2 separate regions of the Hordeum vulgare genome follow, and region 2 is linked to region 1. The links are chromatin contacts, called in public Hi-C maps. All regions are on one chromosome and are shown on one strand. The core of a region is the stretch at or near the end of the contact, and the rest is flanking DNA. Distances in the headings are between cores, read along the strand shown. Region 1 holds the start of LOC123452420 (probable xyloglucan glycosyltransferase 9). Region 2 has its middle 30 kb from the start of LOC123452423.

Region 1 (6,184 bases), core at 1,607-4,106:
CACCACCCACTCGTAGGCGCTCCCGAGCTGGAACAGGCCCGAGATCATGGCGTTGAACTTGGTCACCGACATGGTGTTCTCGAAGAGCAGGTATGGGATGATGAATGGGAACGACTTTGGTGACGGCAGGATGTTGAGCAGGGACATGAGGGCAGGTATGTAGCATACGACCCAGTCTGGGAGCTCGGCTTCGGGCACAAACATCGTCATCGGGAGGATGATGCAGAAGAGCGTGAAGGAGTAGAATGGTAGTATGAGCTTCCGGAGTAGGAAGAAAAGAAAGATCAAGTTGAATTTCTTCCACACTGAAATCTGCAGCGAAATAAAAACAATGTTAAACAACTAAATTGGTACAGATAAGAGAAAGGTATCAATACATTGTTATGATGACAATAGCAACAAAAATATCAATAAAGCAAACACAGTCATTAATTCAAATTTCTGCATTCTATAATACAAATTGTAGCAGCAAATACTAGGTCATATGGTCTTGTATACTTGTTGTATTGCGATGTGCAAATGATGACAAAGCATTTTCAAAGTGTCGCATAAGCAACCGCCACAAAATGCTAGAAGCGCACGCTGAATTGGGTGTTTACATACTCCCAATTATAAAAGGCAATAACATTTCAGAGTTTTCAACAGCATGTTAACCTCAATCAGCTTATCCAAATGGTAGTCCATTCTGCTCAGGTACAATAAAAAGAGCATAACAATACCTTGGACTTGATGATGTCCGGTATGCAAAGCCTGAATAGCTGCATTGGACCGGAATGCCACCGATGTTGCTGCTTCCTGTAAGCCTCGTATGACTCTGGTAGTTCGCATTGGCACTGTCGACAGCAAGACAAACATTTCAGCTCAATTGAAATGGTCAAGCACACCTGTCAAACATACAATTCAGAAGAAGTTCTTCATAATACAAAAACCTCAACGTCGTTCAGGAAGATAAACTTCCAACCATGGAGATGCGCCCGAACTGCAATGTCCATATCCTCCACCGTTGTCCGTTCCATCCACCCGCCGGACTCCTCCAGCGCCTTGATCCTCCACACGCCGGCGGTGCCATTAAACCCAAAGAAGTTTAGGAACACACCATTCACCTGCTGCTCCACCTCAAAGTGGAAGCAAAGATTGATGTTCTGCAACCGAGTCAATAAGTTCTCATCCTTGTTCACAAACGACCATCTGGCTTGCACCAGCCCCAGTTCATCGTTGTCCTGAAACAGCCCACAATTTGCAAATCAGAACTGGAAGCATAAACCATGGAAGATTGATAACAAAAAGTAGTAGTAGGACAAACATTCTCCTGAATCTACCTTGAAATGTGGCACGGTGCGCTTTAAAAAGTCTGGGTTTGGTTGGAAGTCAGCGTCAAAGATGGCAACAAATTCGTAATCCTTGACGTAGCTGCAGCCCATGGCGGACTTGAGGTTCCCGGCCTTGTACCCATCCCTGAGCACGCGGTGCCGGTATAGAATCCGAGCCCCGGTCTGCTGCCACTTCGCGACCTCCTCCCTGATGAGCGACTGCGTGGTCGGGTCGTCGGAGTCGTCCAAAACCTGAACCAAGAAGTTGGACCTCGGCCAATCGAGGTTGCAGACGGCCGCGATTGATTGCTGATACACCTGCACGACGAACAGATAGATTAGATGGTTGGTTGCGAGGTTGCGCGAATTTGGAAGGAGGAATATTAATGGTGCGAGCTTTTGCAGCGGCACTGACCTCTTTCTCGTTGCACATTGGTATCTGGACGAGCACCATGGGGTAGTAGCCGGCGTCGGGGTCCTCGGCGTCCGGCAGCACCGGGGACTTGAGCCTGGGCTTGATGCGCTTGACGGTGATGTAGAAGCTGCCGAGGCACTGGATGAGGCGGTCGGCACTCTGGATGAGGAAGAGCACGACGCAGGCGTCGGTGAGGAACTGGAGCAGCGGCGCGAGGTAGGCGGCGCGGAGGCGCAGCCAGGAGCCGTAGAGCGACTCGACGCCGATAATGGGGAGGGCCAGGGCGGAGGCGGCGAGGTCCCAGCCGTGGAAGTGCGCGGCCAGCTCGACCGCGAGGAGGAGCACGGAGAGGACGAGGAAGGCCCTAATGAAGCCGTAGAGGCGGGAGCGGAGCACGGGGCTCTCGCCCGCCGGGCCGGGCGCGCCGGCGCAGGCGGCGTCGGCATCGGTGCGGCCGTCGGCCACCCTGCGGCGCGCGGCGGCGCCCAGGGCGACGGCGGCCGAGGCGAGCGAGGCGAGGCAGCCGGCGGCGCGGTGCGCCTTCAGGAGCAGCACCCAGGTGATCTGCTTGGCGTTCTTCCCGCGGCCGCCCTTGCGGCGGCGGGCGCGGGCGCCAGCGCCGGAGACGAGGAAGTCCTCGTCGTCGGCGTCCTCCGGTGAGATCTCGGAGATGGACCAGTTGGGGTTCTCCATCTTGACCACCACCGGCGTGCCCCGGTAGGCGTCGGCGCCGGCCCTGGCGCCCCATAAGCCGCTCCACGGCGCCATGAATGGCCGGTCCAAGAACCCAACCCCCGCCCTCCCTCCGGCCAAGGGCCTGGGCCTTTCGTTTCCCCCCGCCCCCAAATTAGACGCCAACACTACCGCGCACTATTCCTGGCCGCGGCCGTCCCCTTCCTCCCTCCTTTTCAGCCCTCCGAACTCCGCCTCCGAGCTCCACTGCCAACCCAGGCAGCTCACTCCACTGCCATTAGAGCTTTAAGAAGAGGAAGAGGAGGAGGAGGAGGACGTACTGGGAACAGCTCGACAACGCGTCTGGAGAAGTGGAGAGACGGAGGGAGATCGGGCGTGGATGGAGGCAGCAATATTTTAGGGCGCTTCCCTTGTCTTTCCCTGCGTTAATTCCCTTTTACTTCGCCGCATGTCCTTCCTTCCTTTCCTTTCTTTTCTAGTAGTAATTTATTTACTTTCCTTTGTACTTCTGCTAGTACTAGTAGTACCGGAGATAATTACGGTGAGAAATTCACGCGTTTCCTGTGGTTTAGCTCCCCGGTGGGATCCAGCATGCAATTGCATGGGGACCTCGGCTTTTACACTTTGCTCACTGCTTTTCTTCCAGCAAAATAAAGGTATGCGCATGTTTCTCCATTTTACTACTCCCTTCGTCACAATTTACAAAACGTGCATGCAAATTTTCTAGGACCTAGGTGGTTATTGATTGGCTGTTAAATAAGTTAAAAAATATCATTCACACTACGCATGTATATAGAAGTAGTACAACGGAGTACTAATTAGCTGCTAGAATTAATGCAACGTGCCTTAATCTTTGTCTATTTTAAAAACGCACGCAAGTCTAACTGTGTCTTCTAAACCGTGACAGAGAGAGTATTTGGCTCGTCAAAAAAGGTTGATGCTTATTTAGTTTGCATTGCAGGCGCAATAATTTTTTGGAAAAAATATTAAACTGAAACAGATTGGTATGTTCTTCAACTAAACTTGACATTCTTGACAAACATAATTTACAATGAAAAAAGTCCCATTTGACACGCCTAAAAATATAATATTTGATAGGTCCCTTTGATTTTCTTGTCAGCAAGACTACTCAGCCATTATTTTTGCTCGGTTCTTTATTTCAGTTTCTTTAGTAACTACAGATTATTTGAACGTCTTCTTGCTTGCTCCATTTGTTTCTTATACTCTACATACGTATGAAAGATATCGAGTAACTTCTGTGGGTAAACTACTAACTACTAAACTTGGGTTGGATTTGGTCATTCATCATAGCGAAAAGATGGCAGTGACTGTATTCGCTCCTTTCTCTCTCTTTGACACGGGAGGAACAGTGTGAGTGTGACGCGGCGTGCTTCGCAGGCACAAGGTTTCCCACGTCTGCCAAAAACAACCCTCCAGTATTTCGTTTTCAGGGAATGGTCCCTGCGTAACACCACGCTGGGTCAAAAGCTTGTTTGTATTTTTGGGCGACAACGCGTCGGAGAAATTTTAATTCATGCAGCTGCCAAATACTCCCTCGATTTTTTTTCTGTAAAGTGTATTATTTTTGTTATGATCAAGGTAATTTTACAGTCATTTCATAAATTAATTATATTTTAAATTCAAATAGTTACATTCATATTAATTCACTATGTAAAATTTGGCATAAAAACAAAAATATAGGTCATAAAATCAGGAAAACTACATTTTATGCGTATTTTACATTATGTTTTTACATTTGCAAATTTATGTAACAAAATATATTTTTACGAAAATTATATATTTCCTTACGTGTTTTTTTACGTATAAAATTAAATTAAATTAACGGAACCTAAAATTATGATGCATTTATATTAAAATAGAGGGGATGAAGACTAACTATTCCTCACCCAAGGTGACAAAAAGTTAATCCATATATATATAAGGATGAAATTAACTTTGACAAAATCATTCATTAGCGACAACTAAATCATTTAGGCTTGGAAAGTACTTCCTCCATTTTTATATATAGAACCACAAACTCAAATTACAAGTATAAAGATAAAATTTAATAACCAGTATTTTCTCTTGTTTACCTGATTAATTAATAGAACACATGCAAATTAGAGAAAATTGAGTGAATGTGAGAAAGAAGTAGTTGAATGTGTCATTATCATTCAATGCACGCATGGGAGTAGTTAAACCATGGGTTGCTTGTATGAGGCAACATTATTAATATGTATCTCATTTATTGTTAGTGTCCTATACGCAAAATATATATTTTATTGTGACCTTTATATATAAAAATAGAGGGAGTAAGAGATACATAATGAGGAAACAAATACTTTCTTTTTTTTTTCTTTACAAGAAGCGATGCATGCATTTAGAGGAGTGGTATTTTTCTGTTTTGGAAGGGCTAACAATGGAATTAGCACAAATTAGAAAAAAAATACACCTTACATTATGAAATTTTATCAAAAACAAATACACCTTATATAAAGGAACGAAGAGAGTAATATACTACTCCATATTCATTCTCATTTCTTAATTATTTCAGGGAGAACTCATATATGTATAGTCTCACAAAAAAATATCATGCATGTACAAGATATAAAAAGGTGGAACATAATGATGGTAATTGCTCACACATGCACAAGGAATTAAGGAGTACATAGTAGTTATCAATGCCATGCATTATTGCGCAAATCTATGTATTAGTTATCAAAGCCATGCATTATTGCGCAAATCCATGTATTAGTTATCAAAGATATGTGTACTTCCGGTGACTATATGCATATGGAAAATATATTAGAAAATTGGCTACATCGGTATAGAAAATGAATGTCCAAAGCAACACACCATCACAAAGATATCAATGTTTCATCAATATGTACTTCCATGCCTCTATGGACAATGTTCCTTTGGAACAAAACAAGCTATCACATGTGTGTGTAAACAACAATTGGTGGAGCAACAGAGGCAAATCTTTTTTAGTCGTGTGAAAAATCTAGAAGCAACGGTTCAAACAGTCTTTAGCAACAAGAACAACCTAATATGTAGTTATGAAACATGAGAATGAATCCTATGATGGTAAGGTGCATGAAAATCCCTACGTTTTCACATGTTCATTTGGAAAATAGGTCACCATGTGAATTGAAAATCAAATTGTTCTAGAGTTTACGATAATTAATGAGCAAGCTTTCCTTGAATGAAATCTGCCATAGTGTTTATCATTAAAGATATTAAATAGCCAGATTTTTGTAAACATGATATTTACTCTCTTTTTTGCGGGGTAGATTGAAGTTCTATTTAACGTTTACCGACTTAAAATCGAGAAACACGGGCTCTACAATATATGAGGCACTATGGTTGAGCCACACCGCAGTGGTGCAGTGTGTGTGATTGTAGTTTGCTACACGGTCTACCATCATGTTTTTCCCCGTATATTTTTCTGTGGAATAAACTCCCTACCGGGCATTAACGATCTAATCTCTTAAACCAGTTATCCACAAGTCAAACGATCGATGGCAACACTTGACAGGGTCAACAAGGCCTCCAAAGAATCCGACTAAATAATGATCGGAAGCCTAGTGTGTTCGACGACAAGAGTCATGCCTTGTATTTGAGCGTGAATCTCTACTTCCATATCATCCTTGTAATGAAATACAAAATGATAGGTTGTACATATAACCGCCCCGTCATGTCTTTGCAAGATCATACGAGCCTCTGCGGTATGGTACAAGCTTTCCAAAGGAAGAGGGGCGATGAC
Region 2 (6,184 bases), core at 1,827-4,326, 51 kb after region 1:
GCTGCAGCGGTACTACCCCAGCTAGCGGTACTACCGCTGGCTGCAGCGGTACTACCGCTGGCACTCCAGCGGTACTACCGCTGGCCCCAGCGGTACTACCACCGCCAAGAAAGTCTTCGCAAAAAGGTCCGTCCACGAACAACCGCTAGGCAGACGTTACTAAGCTCCTGGAGCGGTACTACCGCTGACCAGGGGCGGTACTACCGCCAGCCAGCGGTACTACCGCTAGGGCCAGCGGTACTACCGCCAACTCTAGCGGTACTACCGCCAACTCTAGCGGTACTACCGCTAGGTCCAGCGGTACTACCGCTAGGTCCAGCGGTACTACCGCTCGCCACTGAAACAGCCATAAATTTCGCAAACGAGCTCCGAATCGAGCAAACCCAAGCTTGTTGGATTCAGGACGACAAGGGCTATCCAAATAGCGACCATGCAGATATGAAAATGCCAATGATATAGAGATGTGAGATCTCTATGAATGAAGAACCGGCAAAAACTCCAACATCGAAAACATCATAGTAGATGCATATGGACTCCGTTTTCGATGAACTCGAGCTTGTCACGAAGATGACCATAAGCTCTAAAACTCACAAAGAGAAACACCAAACAAGAACCAAGAAGTATGATGCAAGGATGCAAATGGTTTGAGCTCTCAACGAATGATACGATCAAGCTACTCACTTGAGAGCCCCCTTGATAGTACAGCAATCTATCCTAAACAGAAAACCTATCAAGGGCAAACCTATACCTTGCACCTCGTCCTCTTGAGCTAGATGATGATGATCTTGGCTTCCTCAAGATGGACCACCTTTCTTGATTGTGTTGGCTTGATGAAGACTAGTTGATTGCTCCCCCATACTCACTATGGGTGAGCCACTCTTCAGCATATCTTCACAAGTCCATTGCCACCACAATGGACGACAAGCTTCAAGCATGATATCTTCGTGCTGATCCACTTGAACTTGCACATCGCAATCTTGATGACTATCACAACTTGACGTCATACTTCATGGGTTGTATGAGATCTTCCCTTTGACGCAAGCCCATGGAAACACACCTAACCCCCACATAGTACTCTCACGAAGACCATGGGTTAGTACATAAATACGTAATGGACAATGCTTACCATACCATGGGATCACTTGATCCCTCTCGGTACATCTTGTACGCTTTGTGTGTTGATCATCTTGATTTGCTCTTTGTGTGAGATCTTGATCAACCATGTGTCTCTATGACCATTCTTTGGATAATACCTTGAATACCATCTTGGTCATCGATGTCATACTTCATGGGTTGTATGAGATCTTCCCTTTGACGCAAGCCCATGGAAACACACCTAACCCCCACATAGAACTCTCACGAAGACCATGGGTTAGTACACAAATACGTAATGGACAATGCTTACCATACCATGGGATCACTTGATCCCTCTCGGTACATCTTGTACGCTTTGTGTGTTGATCATCTTGATTTACTCTTTGTCTGAGATCTTGATCAACCATGTGTTTCTATGACCATTCTTTGGATAATACCTTGAATACCATCTTGGTCATCATATAAACTCCTTGAACCCAACAGATGGACTTTAAGAAGTGCCTATGGACAAATCCTATAAATGTAACTTAAGGCAACCATTAGTCCATATGAATTGTCATCAATTACCAAAACCACATATGGAGATATATGCTCTAACAACGCTGCCCGACAAGTGAGCTAGGAGAGACTGCCGGTAGCGCACTAGACGGAGCTCGTCGCTGCATAAGCAACGTCGGGCTGCTGCTAGGTCTGCCCTCTTGCGCCATGGTGCAAGGCTGGCGGCCATGCATCTCGGAACAACCAAAATTTCTGCAACATCACTTATGTTGTAAAAGTTTCTTCCACAATAATATCTATGTTGCTAGAAAATAAATATTTTTTTCTGCAACCTGACCTATGTTTGTAGAATTTTTCTGCAACATGACCTTTGTTACAGAAGTTTCTGTCGCAACAGTACCTATGTTCTAAAAATACAAAGAAACAAATTATGCAACCACGCATATGTTTCAAAAGTTTCTGCAACATGACTCTGTCGCAACAGTACCTATGTTCCAAAAAGACAAATAAAAAATTCTGCAACCAGACATATGTTTCAAAAGTTTTCTGCAACATGACCTTTGTTGCAAAAGTTTATGTCGCAATGGTACCTATGTTGCAAAAAGACGAAGATTTTTTTTCCTGCAACCAGACCTATGTTGCAAAAAATTATGTTGCAACGGTACCTATGTTGCAAAAAGACGAAGATTTTTTTTTGTGCAACCAGACCTATGTTGCAATTTTTTTTGCAATATGACGTTTGTTGCAAAAGTTGTTGTCGCAGCAGTACCTATGTTGCAAAAAAACAAAGATTTTTTTTGCAACCAGACCTATATTGCAAAAGTTTTCTTGAACATGACCTTTATTGCAAAAGTTTCTTTCGCAATAGTACCTTTTTTTCTGCAACCAGACCTATGGTGCAAAAAAATTCTTGAACATGACCTTTGTTGCAAAAGTTTCTTTCGCAAGAGTACCTACGTTGCAAAAAAAAGGTACCTATTCTGCAACGTGACCTACGTTGCAAAAGTTTTCTGCAACATGACCTTCTTGAAAAAGTTCTTTCCGTAACACTACCTATGCTGCAAAATGATAAAAAAATTCTGCAACCTGACCTATGTTACAAAAGTTTTCTACAACATGATCTTCAGGATCTGACGGCTAGATCAGCCGGTGAACGCATATCAGCCCCCAATTTTTATTGATAAAAAGATCTAAAAATTGTGTACCACTGCCAAAGTTGATAAATGCAGGCATATTGGTGCCAAACGCCTAGTAGTATCCGATAGTAAATCACTGTGATTCTCTTTGGCACCGCGTTGAAATCTATTATCTCTTTGTTTAAAGCAAAGCTACCTTCCTTCACGGGATTTCCAGGAATTCCACACAGCCGCAGCGTGAACGAAGAAGACGAAAAAAGGAATAACCGCCTGCCTGGACAGCGCCACGGTAATTACCTGGGTCCGCGAGGTCGCCACCGCAAAAAAACGGAGCCGCCCAGCCAGCTTTACCACCATCTCGCGTGTCATCCCGTGTCGATCCGACGGCGGGGACCGGGGCCGACGTCGGCCCTTTCAAACAGGGCCGTCCGATCCATGACGCCCCCCCTGCCACGCTTTCCCCTGTCATCGTCGTACGTAACGTGGCCCACACCGGCGACGAAAGCGACGCCGAAGCAAAGGGAAAAAGGGCCGGAGGTGGTAAAAGGCAAAGCGTGTGTCCCACCCCCGCGCCGGTCTCCGGCGGTCGGCGGCGCCACCCCAACGCGAACGAAGCCGGAGAGCACAAGAAGCTCCGTCGCGCCGGGCGGTTCGGAGGAGAGGTAGGAGCAGCAGCTAGCGTATGCGTGTGGCGAATGAATGCGGCCATCAATGGGCGGGGAGGCCGGGTGGGTGCATCGCCTCGGCGGGGCTTGCACGGCACGACAGTGAAGGCCCTCGTGGCCGTGGCCGCGTAGCAGCTCTGGCGCGCCCTTGATGCGCTGCCAGGACGCAGGACGTATGTACGTGCGTGTGTCCATTAACGCGCCACTGGGATCGGGACAGACGGACATACATGCTCCACAGACCACATGGAGGAGGGAGGCGCGTAGTAAAACTACTACTAGTAGTCCGCAAATGACGCTGCCTTGCCTGCTTCCGCTTCCGAAGGCCCGTGTGGAAAGGGAAGGAGCTCGGTTTTGTTGCCGGCCGTCTTGTTCCAGGTAGGAGTAGGAAGTAGCCATGATGCATGGCCAACGGCTACTGTCGACGGCTCTTCTGCTAGCTTAGCCGCTACGAAACACGTGTTTGACTGACTGCGTGCCGGTGTTCGGATACAGTATACTCTTAGACGTTGTCAGCTAACTGACTGACAGGTGGATCCAAGGAGAGTTCGATTCGATGGGCACAGTTTATAAACGTCAACGGCTACTAGTACGAGTTAACCAAGCGTATCGACCATGATGACTTCCTTTGGCTTCTTTGCTAGTACTACGTACTCCTTTTTTGTGATGAAAGCGTTTTTATCCCCGGGCAGTGTATCTTGTGAACGGGCGGATCCAAGGCCACTAGAGGACGCTTTACACCTATATATATACTTTCGGACTGAACATAATGATTCACGGCTCCTTCTTTGTCTCTGTAGCGACTAACATGGGTCGCACGTTAGCCCACAGGCGAAAATAATACTCCTACCACGTACACGTACGCTACGGCCTACGGCTAACATGTGCCTCTGTCTATGTGAGTGGGTGGCAGGATTCAAAGAGGCATGGAGCAAAACGCTGCAAATCCCGATGTCTTTACCGTTCAACTGCATGTCGTTTCATGTCCGATCACAGCCGTGACGGTACCGCTGCTGAGCATTCCGGCATGGATGGTGGCTCACACACTGGCACGCACGTACCTGGAAGCCAGGAACGAACGACCCCATCATGGGTCAAGTCAAGGTGCCAAGCGTCCACGCAAATCTACGTGCGTTTTGGCCGCGGCATCAGGATCGAGAATTTTTGTTCAAAAAAACCACTAACCGAATGTTATTGTCAAAAAAAACCACATGTGGTATGAAATGCGAGAAAAGACCCCTATTTTTCGTGGCGGTAGGCGCGCCAGGTGACGCGTGGCACTTGCCGTCACGGGCCGAGACGGCTGGGCCCCGCCGCCACCCGGCGAGGCGGCTGGCCGGGCAGGTGGCACCTGCCGCCAGCACCCCAGGCGACCGGCGGGATGCTGTGCATGGCAGCATGCATGGCCGCGCATGGCCAGCCAGCCTTTGTTGCATGCATGTGCGAGCAGTGCACGCCCTGGGCAGCCTGCCGCCTGGAGTGGTGGCGGCAAGTGCCACCTGCCCGGCTGGCCGCTTGGCCGGGTGGCGGCGGGGCACAGCCGCCTCGGTCCGTGGCGGCAGGTGCCACGCGTCACTTGGCGCGCCTGCCGCCACGAAAAATAGGGGTCTTTTCTCGCATTTCATATCGCATGTGGTCTTTTTTAACAATAACATTCGGCTAGTGGTCTTTTTGAACAAAAATTCCAGGATCGAGTGACGACTCGGCGCATCCTGCGTTGTCCACAGTAGTGTCCACGCTCGACCCGATTTGTTTTGCTCCTTGCATGAGCGTGACCCCCTACCAATCGACCTACGTGGGTGATGGGAATGTGCTTGTGTTTATGCTTGCCCGTGATGATGGGAATGTGCCATGAACCACGAATTACGGTATTGATTAGCATATCCGCAAGTGGAAGCCGAACACGTACAGGCCGGGTGACTTCACAAAGCCATGGCGGCCGTGTCGCATGTGTCGTGGTTTAAAGGAGAATAAAGGAGAAAGGAATGACGATGGAGAAAGGCCGTCGACGAGATCCGTGATTAGAGACGAGATCGCCGGAGCCCGGAGCGACAGCAGCGCATTTAGGGCCATTTAAAATTGCCGACGAACATGTACTGCGGAGTTTAAAGGAGTATAATGTAGTGCTGTTTTAAACGCTTTTGCGCAATGTTTGCCTGGTTCAAGGGTTCCTTTTCCATCTCGAGATCAACATTTTTTCGAGTTTTAATGGCTTGCTTAGGTGCTACTCGCGACGGCCGCCAAGTTTGAATCTGTTTTTCTATTCTGATCCTACTCCCCACGGGGCTCTTGGTCGGATCGACGACATCCCCCGGTTACAGTTCCCGGAGCGGATGACAAAAGCTCATAGAGACAAAGGCATGTGTGTCGGCGAAGTTCAAGTGACTAAACAAGGAAGCACATCTAATTTGTTGTGAAGCACGTTCCTCTGAGAAACCCAACCCCGAACGAGCACTCTGATCTGAGACCCAACCCCGAACGAGCACTCTGATCTGAGAGATGGTTAATAGTATAGTCAACTGCTGGCTATAACCAGTCTTATATCTCATCTTATAGCTAGCTTGTACAATAGTTAGTTTAAAAGGACACTATTTTTATTATATATGGTCCATCTTTCATTCTCACAAAGCATCAAGGAGCACGTGCTAGAGCTGACTCTTCACGAAAAGCTCGCTTCCCTTCTCTCTCCTCTTCTCTCTCATCCAACTCTGTAAAAATATAGTATTTTAATTCTTACATACTGCTGACTATACGTTATTATACTTGTTCTGATGGGTCATGACTATTCTT

Evidence for each region. Hi-C and Micro-C count contacts between places; a contact is called where the count stands out from the background.
Region 2: a Hi-C map of seedling shows a contact between it and region 1, with 5 times the contacts expected there. The contact joins the enhancer-like site here to the promoter of LOC123452420 in region 1. A contact is called at or near these places in 4 of 6 Hi-C or Micro-C datasets (leaf and seedling) and 1 of 1 datasets of contacts at active chromatin or transcription factors (embryo).

What each region holds. Positions count from the first base shown.
Region 1 is chr5H:534,995,586-535,001,769 of MorexV3_pseudomolecules_assembly, forward strand. LOC123452420 (probable xyloglucan glycosyltransferase 9) reads right to left here and starts at 2,857. Exons shown (of 5, transcript XM_045129067.1): 1 at 1,726-2,857; 2 at 1,320-1,628; 3 at 930-1,220; 4 at 720-833; 5 at 1-312. The coding sequence starts at 2,493.
Region 2 is chr5H:535,046,290-535,052,473 of MorexV3_pseudomolecules_assembly, forward strand. No RefSeq gene overlaps it. Among protein-coding and RNA genes, the nearest start is that of LOC123452423, 30 kb to the right of the region's middle. Within about 2 kb of position 3,077, at least 3 of the 3 cell types and tissues checked have open chromatin away from gene starts, as enhancers often do. A contact at or near this core is called in leaf and seedling, where this site is marked.